Regions from separate parts of the Zea mays genome. Here region 1 is linked to region 2. The links are chromatin contacts, called in public Hi-C maps. All regions are on one chromosome and are shown on one strand. The core of a region is the stretch at or near the end of the contact, and the rest is flanking DNA. Distances in the headings are between cores, read along the strand shown.

The links. Hi-C and Micro-C count contacts between places; a contact is called where the count stands out from the background.
Region 1: a Hi-C map of ear shows a contact between it and region 2, with 2.0 times the contacts expected there. The contact joins the promoter of LOC100275996 here to the promoter of LOC100280336 in region 2.

What each region holds. Positions count from the first base shown.
Region 1 is chr6:129,759,136-129,765,167 of Zm-B73-REFERENCE-NAM-5.0, reverse strand. LOC100275996 reads right to left here and starts at 3,441. Exons shown (of 1, transcript NM_001149894.1): 1 at 2,504-3,441. The coding sequence starts at 3,390. The coding sequence ends at 2,812. LOC103631377 (DNA topoisomerase 1) reads left to right here. Exons shown (of 21, transcript XM_020539478.2): 19 at 1,313-1,378; 20 at 1,453-1,548; 21 at 1,751-2,364. The coding sequence ends at 1,873.
Region 2 is chr6:129,414,735-129,420,679 of Zm-B73-REFERENCE-NAM-5.0, reverse strand. LOC100280336 (THO complex subunit 4) reads left to right here and starts at 2,469. Exons shown (of 7, transcript NM_001153262.1): 1 at 2,469-2,836; 2 at 4,257-4,530; 3 at 5,017-5,160; 4 at 5,259-5,327. The coding sequence starts at 4,297.

The sequences.
Region 1 (6,032 bases), core at 2,192-4,691, 340 kb before region 2:
AGAATCGTGGATGTGTTGATTGCTCATGTTTATGTTTTTTGTTTCCGTGAACCGATGAACTTTGTAATATTGTTAAGTATGTAATGAGTTTTTTTTCTCAAACACGTAGGAGAGCTGCACATCATTATATTGAGAAGAAAAAAGGTCTAAAATAGACTGATACAAGCCGCCGAAGTGGTAAAAGTATGAAAATAAAATAAAAGAGGGTTACAAGATAGCAGTGAGAACCTGACCCACAGAACGCACTAAGGCCAAATCTGTTTCAGCCCCGGTGCCTCTGCTAAGCACCATGCCCTGGCTTCCTCCTTAATATCTTTGACAATCATGGCCACAATGGGGGGAAATATAAAAAACACACGAATTACGACGTTTCCACAGCCACCAAGCCATAAGAGCAACCACCGAGTGGAAACCTCCTCTCTTCTGTTTAGGCACCTTCAACACAGCTGCCTTCCACCATTTTTGGATAACTGAAACGCCAGGATCAGGTGCTAGCTGCTGCAGACCTATTAGTGAGAGCACCAAGAACCAAGTTTGCCTAGCAAAGACGCTTGCTATAAGAAGATGCTGCACTGTTTCCTCTTGATCACAAAGCAGGCAGTACTTAGCCTCGGCGAGCCAGGCCACACGGAAGAGAACCATACGTAATGAAATTTGGTTTCGACCATTGTGGAAAAATGCCCATTTAGCTCATTCAAGAGCATTTTCACCAGATCCTCTCTCATTGCCCTTAAAAACTTGCTTTAGGGGGTTGAGAAAACACAACTGTACATTATAGGGGAGTATTGTTGTAGATTGTGTCATTGAGGAAATCATATCCCCTTTATTAGGTGGACCGACCTGTCAACCAATATAACTCTCCTTTTCTCCCTTCTCTCTTTCCTCTCTCCCATGCTCTTGGGCTCTCAGCCATGCGGAAAGGAGCTCTGCCGTCCGCCCGGTTCCTTCTCTCCTTTCTGCCCGGTGCCCTGGTATGGCCAGCCCATTTCCGTGGGCAGCGGCACGATGGCGTGTGGTCATGAAAGAAAGGGGATTGAGAAAAAATCTCTGCTTCTTCCCCTTTGAGGGAGTGAGGGAAGGTGTTTAGGGATTGAGAAAAAATATACGGAAAGGGAATTTGAGTTTTCTCAATCTGGTGAAGATACTCTAATCATTTCTAGCTCGATTCTGTATAGACTGGTTAGGTGATTTTTGGTGGTTTAAACTTAAAAACTGTCCAACTGTTTAATTCATCGGCTAGGGCCTTAACGACAGAGGTGGCCTCGCAGGAATTCAAAACAACTATTATTGAACATTTGAGCTCTTGTTTCAGGTCAAAGATATAGACTCTGTTACTCTAGAAGATGCAATTGAGCTTTTGCAATATCCCAAAATCCTGGTATGCACTTCTCTTTACTAAGCTTTTGGTGTTCTTTGTTGAGTTAAGACCGATAGTATTGTATTTGCCTGCAGGGAAAACATCCTGAAGATGATAATCTTGTACTTATAACACATTCTAAGGTTGGATACAACATCAAGCACAGGAGATTTATTGCTCAAGTGCCAAAGGTCTGTTACGTTCATTTCAGAAACCAAACTAACATATCGGTCTATAACCATCCAGTTCCTTGTGTTGGAGAAATATAAAAGATGTTTACATCTTTACTTTTGATGATTTCCAATCAGTGCACGTGCATTTATTAGCACCCTGGGTATATTTGGACTGTTTCATTGCAAGGCTGACAATATTTTGAAAATGTGATGATGGCAGAACATGGACCCAAAGAAGATGACACTTGAGCGTGCACTCAAGCTTCTGAGTAGTAAAAGTGTCAGACGGATTGGTCGTCTAAAGGGGAAGGTCGAAAAGAAGGAACCCATTGAATGGCATTAGCTGAGCCTGCCTGCACTCGTGTGTGCAAAAAAAAAAAAAAAATTCAGAGAGAAGTCAACATTCATAGCATGCAGAGGTTCAGCCTTTCGTGTGTTTAACTGCTTATGATGAGAGCGGAGAAGGGGGCCCCATGTGTGACAAAGAACAAGTGCCAAGGGAATGCACAACCAGACATATTCGGGTCATATCTTTGATTTCATATTTTTCCTTTAGTCATCAACATCATAAGCTGCATTGAACGCGCGGACACAGAATACCAGACTATAAAATTCTGAGCTTAACAAAGATGAGAGGGTGGTTTCATCACCTATTTTACATAATCGCTGCATTTCCTAATTACTTTCACATTTTGTACTAGAGATAAATGCATCTTTTACCACAGGAAACCCATTTTAGTTGTGACCGTCGTGTAGGTTATGTACTCATGTGTAAGAATTGTATATGCTACTTCACAGCTGAAATTCCATCTGTTTTGCACTCCTTTTTTTTAATTTGTTTTCACCGGTTGATCCCGAATAACGGCTAGTCTTAGTAATGCTGTCGCGGGAATTTTTTTTTTTACTTTTGAATACCTTTACGAACATCGTAAGTTTTTCACCATTCAACCGATTGGATCCACTTTTAAATGTCTTTAGTTCAGTAGCACTACTTAGTTTTGTCTATGAAAAAATGTCTCACCAATAAGTACTGGAGAGATGTAAAAGTAAAACTGAGCTGTGGTATAGGTACTAGAAGACGTCCACGTTCTTTCACTCATGCATAGCATAGCCTGTTGGTCAAAGTAAATATCAGACAGAGTAAAATACATCCAGACAGCAAACTTCAATTTCAGACATTCCTGTTCTAGCTCCTGGTTCGTTGACACACTAAAGCACACGTTCACCTCTCCATTCTCGGTCACGCAGAGACCTCAGCGCCACCACACGCTCGCCATCCACCTACTCATACCTGTAGATGAAGTCGGAGTTGCCGACCATGGCATTGAGCACCTGCGAGACGAGGAAGCCGCTGCCGGCGATGACGGCCACGATGAGCAGCGCCGTGACGGGGTTCTTGAGCAGCTCCACTATGGGCTGCAGCACCGTGTACGCCACCCCTGTGCTCACCGTCACAACGTACAGCGCGTACCGCCGCATGTTGTCCCAGAACTCCTCCACCAGGGGGCCCTCTGGCCCCAGCGCCAGGGCGGGGCCTGGCCCCGCGGACAGGGCCAGCGCCACGGTCACGCCCACCGTGATGCCGCCGAGGAGCGCCCACGTCGGCAGAGCGCACGTCCTGCCGCCGCCGCCGGCCTCGTTATTATTGCCCGCTGCAGCGAGCTCTTGACGCAAGTGGCTCTCCTCCTCCCTAGCTGCTGCGATGCTTTCGTGAGGCGCTATGGCAAGGAGGCGTTTTGCGTGCTGCTGCGGGGTTGGTGGTTCACAGGAGGAGAGCCCAGCTCGGACGACGGCGGTGAGGCCATGGCCGCGTCCGGGAGACAGCCGATGTAGGTGGTGGAGGAGAGAGAGCTGGTTCATCTTGTGCAGGCGCCGTCGCTTGGTGGTTGTTTTTTGTGATAAGGCTTCTCCAACCATCCATCTCTCCCTATACGTACTTTATACTCTTTTTATTACCTTCCTCCCCCCACCCCCCAAACTTTCACTTCTCCAACCGTTCAACCTAGCAATTTCATATCGCCATTAACCGGGACCACGCCGCTGGACACGCGAGGATCATGGCGGACTACTTCAGCGATAACCCGGTCTACAGTGATTGGCAGTTCCGACGAAGGTTTAAACCCTTGCTTTTTTTCCGTTTCCATTTCTCATTTTGCAATGGGGATTTTACAAAGTTCTAAAGCTTTTTTACTTAGGTATGAGGCGACCATTATTCATTCGCCTCATGGAAAGCGTGACCGAAAGGGACCCATGGTTCTCAAGTCGTCCCGATGCGGCGATGCCACCGGGAAGATGGAACTAGCTCCATTCCAGAAATGCATTGCCGCATTTTGGCATACGAAGTTCATGCTGATGCGGTCGACGGATATGTGCACATATCCGAGTCCACTGCCTTTTAGACAAAAGGCTTCTGTCTTACACAAAACAGATGCAAAGGATTGGAACTTCGGATTTTGAAGTATAATACTCACCTGATTTGGTACAAAAGCAGGGTCCTAGTAAAACTCAAACTTTATCCATCGATTCAAATTGGATGTATCGTGGTTTTAGAAACGAGGGACAATAGATTGTGTTCGGCGGGAATGTAAGCACGGACTTATATTACTCCGAATGGTGGATCACAGAGATCCTAGCAAGGAACTAAGACATGGGGTTTATAATGGTTTAGGCTTGCGCCGTAGTCTAGTGTAGTGTTGATCGTAGTATTGCTGAGGATGTGTTACAACTGGTGTGCTTGTGTCTGTACGAGGGGAGAGGGACTCCATTTTATACTTCAAGGGATGGTCCTTACATGAGAAAGAGAGAGAGAGTTCTTTGACTAAGCCCTATGTCGTAGTGCGTGGCAGCCCCCTCTTGGACCAATCTTGGGACGTGCCTACATGCGGCATGACTCCTTCTAACGGGTCGTGTGCTGCCGTACTCTTGGCACGACATCATGTCTCATCTGCCCGACGTGCAAGTCCCTATAGCTCGCTCTACGCCCGTGCTGCTGTACTTGATGGGTCCCACATAATGTGGTCTCGTTAAGGTTGAGGTTCGTATTCAGTACATCTTCATCTTCTGTCAGTACCCTTGCGTCACCCTCCATCCTTCCTGGTACGTGGGTGGAGACTTTGTTGTCGTGACCCCCTTTGGCACTGTAAGCATGGTGTGGACATGGTTTGGTGGCGACGTGTCCTGTTATGGCAGTCGTGGACCAACAACGTCGGCCTAGGCTCCCTTCTTGCGGGTCCGTTTGGTCGTTCGCTCTATCTCGCAGACTTGCTCGGTGGGGACTTAGTTATTCATCCCGCCTCGCAGACTTTCTCTACGGGGAGTTGGTCGTTCGCCCCACCTCACAGACTTGCTCGACGAGGGTTTGGTCAGTAAATGGGCCATAGAGAGGTTTATGGGTCTCGCCTTGGGTACCCCTTCCCTGGGTACCCGATAGGATGCTTATTAGTAAGTCAATTATATTGAAGTGTTACAAAATTGAAATATTAATATCCTTCGAGGACATAACTAACCAGTTACCACATGTGTTAATACAACATATTTGGATAGATCACATAACTGACCTCCATATAAATCTATGAACTTGACTGCAATGTTACACGATGATAAAAGGTGGCTTCGAGGACATAAATTCTTGCTCATATGAATAGAGCACATATCTCAACTATATGTTGTATTGTCAAATATAGGAGCACTTAACTGTACCTCGCTAGGCATGGACTCGATGAGAACATGGAAGCAACTAGAGGATCAGTTTCACACCCAATATCATTCTGAAGCCGTCGAAGCCAGGATTGCCGATCTGGCATAGATAAAGCAGAAGCGTGGGGAAACTTTTATGGAGTTCATTCAACGATTCAGAGCGGTTAAGAATCGGTGCTACTCGTCCCACATCATGGAAAAGGAGGCCGTCGAGCTGACAACGCTTGGCCTTGCGAAGCCGATCAAGGATCTGGCTTTTTAGCTCGAATTCAGTTCAATTGACGACTTATTAATAGTACCATCCGGAGTTGTATTAGGACAAGTTGCAAGTCAAGTTTAAACGCCATGTAGGCATGGTTGGCGCTGAAGAAGTTGAGGACAGTGCAGATGAGAAGGACATTGCTGTAGCAGAGTACACTGGGGGGGGGGCAAACCCCGTATCTTGCAAGTGGGTGAAAAACAACATGGGCCTTCGAAAGGGTTTGATTATGATGTGAACAATGCTGAACAAATATTTGACTTGTTGCTTAAAGAAAAGCAGTTGAAGCTACTTGAAGGCCACAAACTTCCTACAGTGTAAGAACTACAAGGAAGATCGTACTACAAGTGGCACAACTCATTCACCCACACCACCAACGATTGCAAAGAGTTTCGCTGACAGATCGAGTCAGCCATTGAGCAGGGCTGACTGATCCTGGGACAGTTCACCATGAAGGTTGACAGCCAGTCGTTCCCTGACATCAACATGGTAGAGTGTGCCAACCCAGTTCTCTCATTTGACATCAATATGGTAGGATCTACAAGGC
Region 2 (5,945 bases), core at 1,220-3,719:
CGGTCTTCTGATGGGGTTTTCCTAGGTTATGCATTACATTCTTGTGCTTATTGTGTTCTTAACCTGAAGACTAACCACATCATAGAGACCTATGAGGTTATATTCGATGAGACCGCACCTTGTTCGTCGCTGTCTTTAAGCCTGCAGGCTCAGATTAGATGGGACATACCATCTTTGTGGAGGAGGAGCACGCCGCCGCCGATTGGGGTGATCCTGAGCCGACTCCACTGGTTGTCCCAGTCGAGTCTGCTTTCGCTACTTCGACTGACGGACCCGACACCACTACTTCCACTACTCTAGGTCCGCTCGAGGTAGTGCATGATGAGACCAGAAGTGTCGAGGTTGCTGTTGAGGGGGATGCCACCTCTTTGAGGACGACTCCACGACATGTTTAGCATGATGACACTCCTCAACGAATGATTTTGTGAGGTTGATGAGCGAGTCACTTGCTCCAGGTATCAGCAGATGTCCCACTTTGCTCACACAACTTTTGTTGCTTCCTTTGAGCCCTGGAATGTTGGACACACTTTGTCTGGTCCTAACAAGGTCAATGTTACGCATGAGAAGCTTGAAAATTTTGAGAGAAATCAGGTTTGGGTTTTGGTGCCACCTCCTTCAAACTGCCACCCCATAGGTACAAAATGGAGTTTTAAAAGCAAACAGAGTGATGATGGGTTGGTAGTGAGAAACAAGGCGATATTGATTGCGCAACGGTTTTGCAAGAAAGAGGGCATTGATTGTGAGAAGACCTTTGCACTGTTGCTCCTTTAGATGTCATTAGGATCCTTTTATCCTTTGTTGCTTCAAAGGGTTTTAAGATTTTTCAAATGGATGTCAAAAATGTCTTTTTTGAATGGGTATATAGAGGAAGAGGTTTATGTGAGGCAACCCCTGGTTTTGAGAATTCCAAGTTTCCAAACCATGTTTTTAAACTCCAAAAAGTTTTGTATGGTTTGAAACAAGCCCTAGAGCCCGATATGAGCGTCTAAAATCTTTTCTGCTTACCAAGGGTTTAAAATGAGGTCAATGGACAAAACTCCTTTTCTCCTCAAACATAGCAACAATACCCTTTTAGTCGAGATATATGTGGATAATATTATCTTTGGTGGCTCTTCTCATGCTATTGTTTCCAAATTTTCATATACTATGAGCAGGGAATTTTAGATGAGCTTGTTGGGCGAGCTAAACTCTTTTCTTGGGCTACAAATCAAGCAGACCCAAAACGGGACCTATATGCATCAAGGCAAGTATAGAAAGAACGTTCTGAAAAAGTTCGATATGGGCGAGCCCAAGCCTTGTTCGACGCCCATGTCCACCACGACGACGCTTGATGCTGATGAGGACGATGAGCCCGTGGACCATAAGGAGTGCAAGAGCATGCTTGGCTCTCTCCTGTACTTGACTACGACGAGGCCAGATATACAGTTTGCAGTATGTATGTGCTCTCGTTTTCAAGCTTCCCCACACACTTCTGATAAATAGGCTATGAAACAGATTATTAGGTACATGCGCTTCACTCCGGAGTTTGGTTTGTGGTACTCTTCTTCTTCCATTCCATCTTTGTGTGGGTACTCAGATGCTGATTTTGAGGGATGTCGCTTGGAGCGCAAGTATGCTTCTGGGGCTTGTCAGTTTTTGGGGTCTTTGTTGGTTTCCTCGTCTTCGCACAAACAGTCTGAGTATGTTGATGCCGCTAGCTATTGCTCGCAGTTGTTATGGATGATGGCTACTTTACAGATTTTTGGCTTGGATTTTCATCATATGCTTCTGCTTTGCGATAACACGAGTGCCATAAGTGTTGCCAAGAATCCTATGCTGCATTCGAAGACCAAGCACATCGGTGTTTGTTTTCACTTTCTTCGTGATCATTATGAGAAAGGCGACATCGATTTGCGCCATGTTGATACCCATCGATAGCTTGTTGTCATTTTGATCAAACCCTTTGACCAATCCACTTTTGCACATTGATGATGTGAATTGGGTGTTTGCTTCCCTTTTTGATCGAGGGCTCCTTTTGTTTTTATTCCTTTTCTTCTGCTTTTTATGTAGTTTATAGCTTTTGCTTCTTGCTTTTTTGCATTATATGTGCATCTCATATAGCCTTTTGAGCTTCACTTGTATAACTACTAGAATGTGACTATGCTTCTAGTAGTATGTTCTTTGTATACAAAATTTTTAAACTTAATTAATCTACGATTATTAAATATTTACTGTAACATCACATGATCGAATCATTGATTAATTAGACTTAAAAGCTTGTCTTATTATTTACTTCTCATTTACTATATAATTAGTTTTATAATTAGACTATATTTAATTCATCTAACTAATAATCAAACATCGGATACCTTAGAATCTTGCTTTGGATGCATACTTAAAAAAAGTTAATTCTGGGATCGGAAGCCGGAGCGCCGGAGGAAGAAAACGGAAAACGACGCAGCAGCGAAAAGAACCCAATCCGCTGGCCCCGCCAGCCCGCCCACAGAAAAGCCGTTCTCCCCTCTTTCTCGATTCGACGAGGGGAAGACTCGTCGAGCCGCCGGCCAGCCCATCTCGGCGCATTCCCGGAGAATCCCTCCGGAAACCGGTCGATCCTGGGTCATCCAACACACAGCACTTCGCTTCTCCCGCGTCCCCGACCCGCGCGCAAGCCCTCATGCGGTTAGGGCTGTAACGATCTCGTCTCGCTACCGGCGGCCGGCTGCGGAACGGGCCACCCCACGCGCTCCTCTGAGTTCGTTCGACTAATCTACCGCTGACTGTACTTTGGGCTGTCGCCACCAGAAAGCCCTCACGAGTCCTTTGCCTCCTCACTCCGTCAGGCTCGTCGCCACAGGTGCGTGGATCTCTTTTCCTTTTCCCTTTCCTTTTCCAAACATACCTCGGCGGTGTAGTTGATTTCGGCATCGCAAAATCATTGATTTGTAGCAACTTCTGGATCCACAAATTTGTCCACGGTAGTGTTCGGATTAGGGAATGCGTAGATGCACTGTTGATGAAGTGCGAACTGAGGTGGTAGTTAGCTCTGCTAACTTAAATATTATCTTATACTACCAGTCCATACTATCCCATAATACCGGTCCCTTCGAAATCTAATTGAAGAGCACTTGCAGTTACTAATTGGCAGATTGGTGTGTGTTCATGGCTTAATGCAAATCATTTTTTTTGTGCACTTGGAGATTTGGAGCCAGCCATCTTTTACGTAAACAATAGCTATTAAGTGCTCTCGCATATTTTATTTTTTATCATGTTCGTACACAACATTTGACACAAGGACCTTGTTTCAGTTGAAATTTACTAACTTCAGTTTTGTTCATACATGTTTGCTGTTGAGTGCTGCAGAGAAAAACATTTCAAGCTCAAAGTACATGCATGGGTTAATATTTCCAAGTTGGGTCCTATAGGCTCCCTTAGCTTCTGAAATTCAAGTTTAATTTACAATGAGGATAAAAAAAAACTCGGCCGGTAGGGGAAAGATTGTTCTCACTAAGAAGAAGCTCAATCGAAGCCCCGACTGAGCAAGATCATGAAAGTTGCCCCCCCCCCCACTGCAGCATGAGGATCCGTCCCCTATAGGCTAGATCTTTACTCGTGCTTTGAGGCTTCCCAATCCCTACACGAGGATCCGCCCCCATGAGTGCTAATCAGATCACCAAACTAACTCAGCTAGAAGCCCTTTCGCACAACATGAGGATAATTTTGCGCCTATATCAATCTGGTAGCTGTTGCATTGTGCAAATTCTTTGTTTGGATCATCTTCGGTTTGTCCCTGTGTTCAAATAATAAATGTACATAACATAGGTAACAGACGCATGGAAAGGTTATTATAATAAGGCTGACCTTTTGTTTCTATGCTTTGATGGTTCCTGATACTTTGTTTTTTTAAATACTGTGTTTTTTATGCTGTACTTTATAAACTGTAACTTGGAAGCTTATGATCATCTCATTAAATTTTTTATATGCGGAAAGTCAGAGACATGTTATAAGAAACATGACGATAAGTGTGAAGAATAAAGCAACAACTAACCATGCATTCTAATCTTACAAGGTCCAAGGTTGGGACTTCCTTTAAACTGCAAAATGATTAGCTGCGAACCTTTTCATATATGATATTAAGCTCTTAGCCATACCAAATAAGTGATAAACTGAAGTAAAGGTTAAGGCTGCGATTATCTCTGTTCTGTGCACGTGATCTTGCTCAGTATACTGTGTTCATCTGAACAATCAAGATACTGAAATTGTTTTCTGTTGTGCAGGGTTTTGTTCCTAACTTTTTAGCTTCAATTTTTGTCTTGAATGGCAACACCTCTGGATGTTCCACTGGATGATTTGATTAAGAGCAGAGCTGGGAGGGGAACAGGAAGAGGCAGGGGACAAGGAGGGGGTCGAGGCAGAGGTGATGGCCAAAGGTTGGCTCGTGGTTCGTGGCGTGGGCGTGGTACTGGCAACTTCCGTGAAAGGGGACTTGGGGTGTCTTCGCGGAGGCCACTTGGTGTTAATACTTGGTCCTCATCATTTGCTATTGCCAAGGCAAGCACACAACTATAACTGTTTTTCTGTTACCTTCGAGAATCCAAATTGCAGTAGGTACCTGATGAGAAGTGGCTATAAACTTATTAAAATGGCACAGCCCAACTGTTCCATTCAGACCATATCTGTGACCATTTAACTGTGGAGCTTCAAAGAGGATCCAATGGCTTTTTCATTGAGACCTGTCTCTTCTCTGCCGAGTATGTAGGGTGGTGAGGCATATGTTGGTTTGTGCTGGCTATTGCTTCAAAGTTCAAACTGATAACTTTGTCTCTACTCGTGAGCAAGCTGATGGACTACTTAATAATCTGTGGATAAGGCCTTTTCATGTATACAGAAATAGCACCATTATGTGGAATGGTATAGGGTTTTATGATTTTGCTGATGCTAGTTGCTTCATCAAGTACTGTGGATTGATGAGTTTTGAGATTTTATGCTAATACTTGCTCGTCACAACATCGACATGCATGATATGGAATATTACAGTCATTCAATAAAGCAAAGGATTTTGTGTGGAGACATGATCTCTTTGAGGATAGCATGGTAGCAGCTGGGCTTTCTGGGATAGAATCTGGAACAAAGCTTTACATTTCAAATTTGCACTATGGAGTGACAAGTGAAGATCTACAGGTAGCTGGACCCTCATCTGTGTAATACAATATCTGACAGTCCCATTCATATTCGGCATTCTTGAAACTGATCTTTTTTTATTCAAAATATTGCCTCAGGAGCTTTTTTCAGAAATGGGTCATTTGAAGCACTGTGCTGTTCATTATGACAGTTATAGACACCCAACTGTGAGTATCACTAAACCTTGGTGTTTTTTTTTCTATAACACAATTGAGTGTTTTGTAATTAAGTTACAAGTGAGTAAAGTTGCAAAACTACAGAACTAAGAAGTTGTATCACAAAACTGTATTTGACATATCGAAGTATCACAAAACTAGATATTTAAGAAATAGCACCACATGTCAAGGGCCTGCAACCCTCGAACAGCAGGGCCTCAACTACGCAGTTCGTAGTCGCGGCCCGTCTTCTCTGGCGAGGTTATGCCCCTCAGCCGCAGGCTTTGTTGGTGAGTGGAGAGGAGAGATTAGAGAGAATAAACTTTGTTTAATTCCCAAACCGGCTGGTTACAAGAGCATATATGGGCAGCGGCCCTAACTGACTGGAGATAAATACTCCTCAATCCTAGGAATAGCTAACTTATCTTCCCTAACCATCTCTGCCAAATCTTCTCCTTAATTGCTTTGTTTAATTCCCAAACCGGCTGGTTACAAGAGCATATATGGCCGACGGCCCTAACCGACTGGAGATAAATACTCCTCAATCCTAGGAATAGCTAACTTATCTTCCCTAACAATCTCTGCCCAAATCTTCTCCTTAATTGTAGGGATTTGAAACAGAAAGTAATC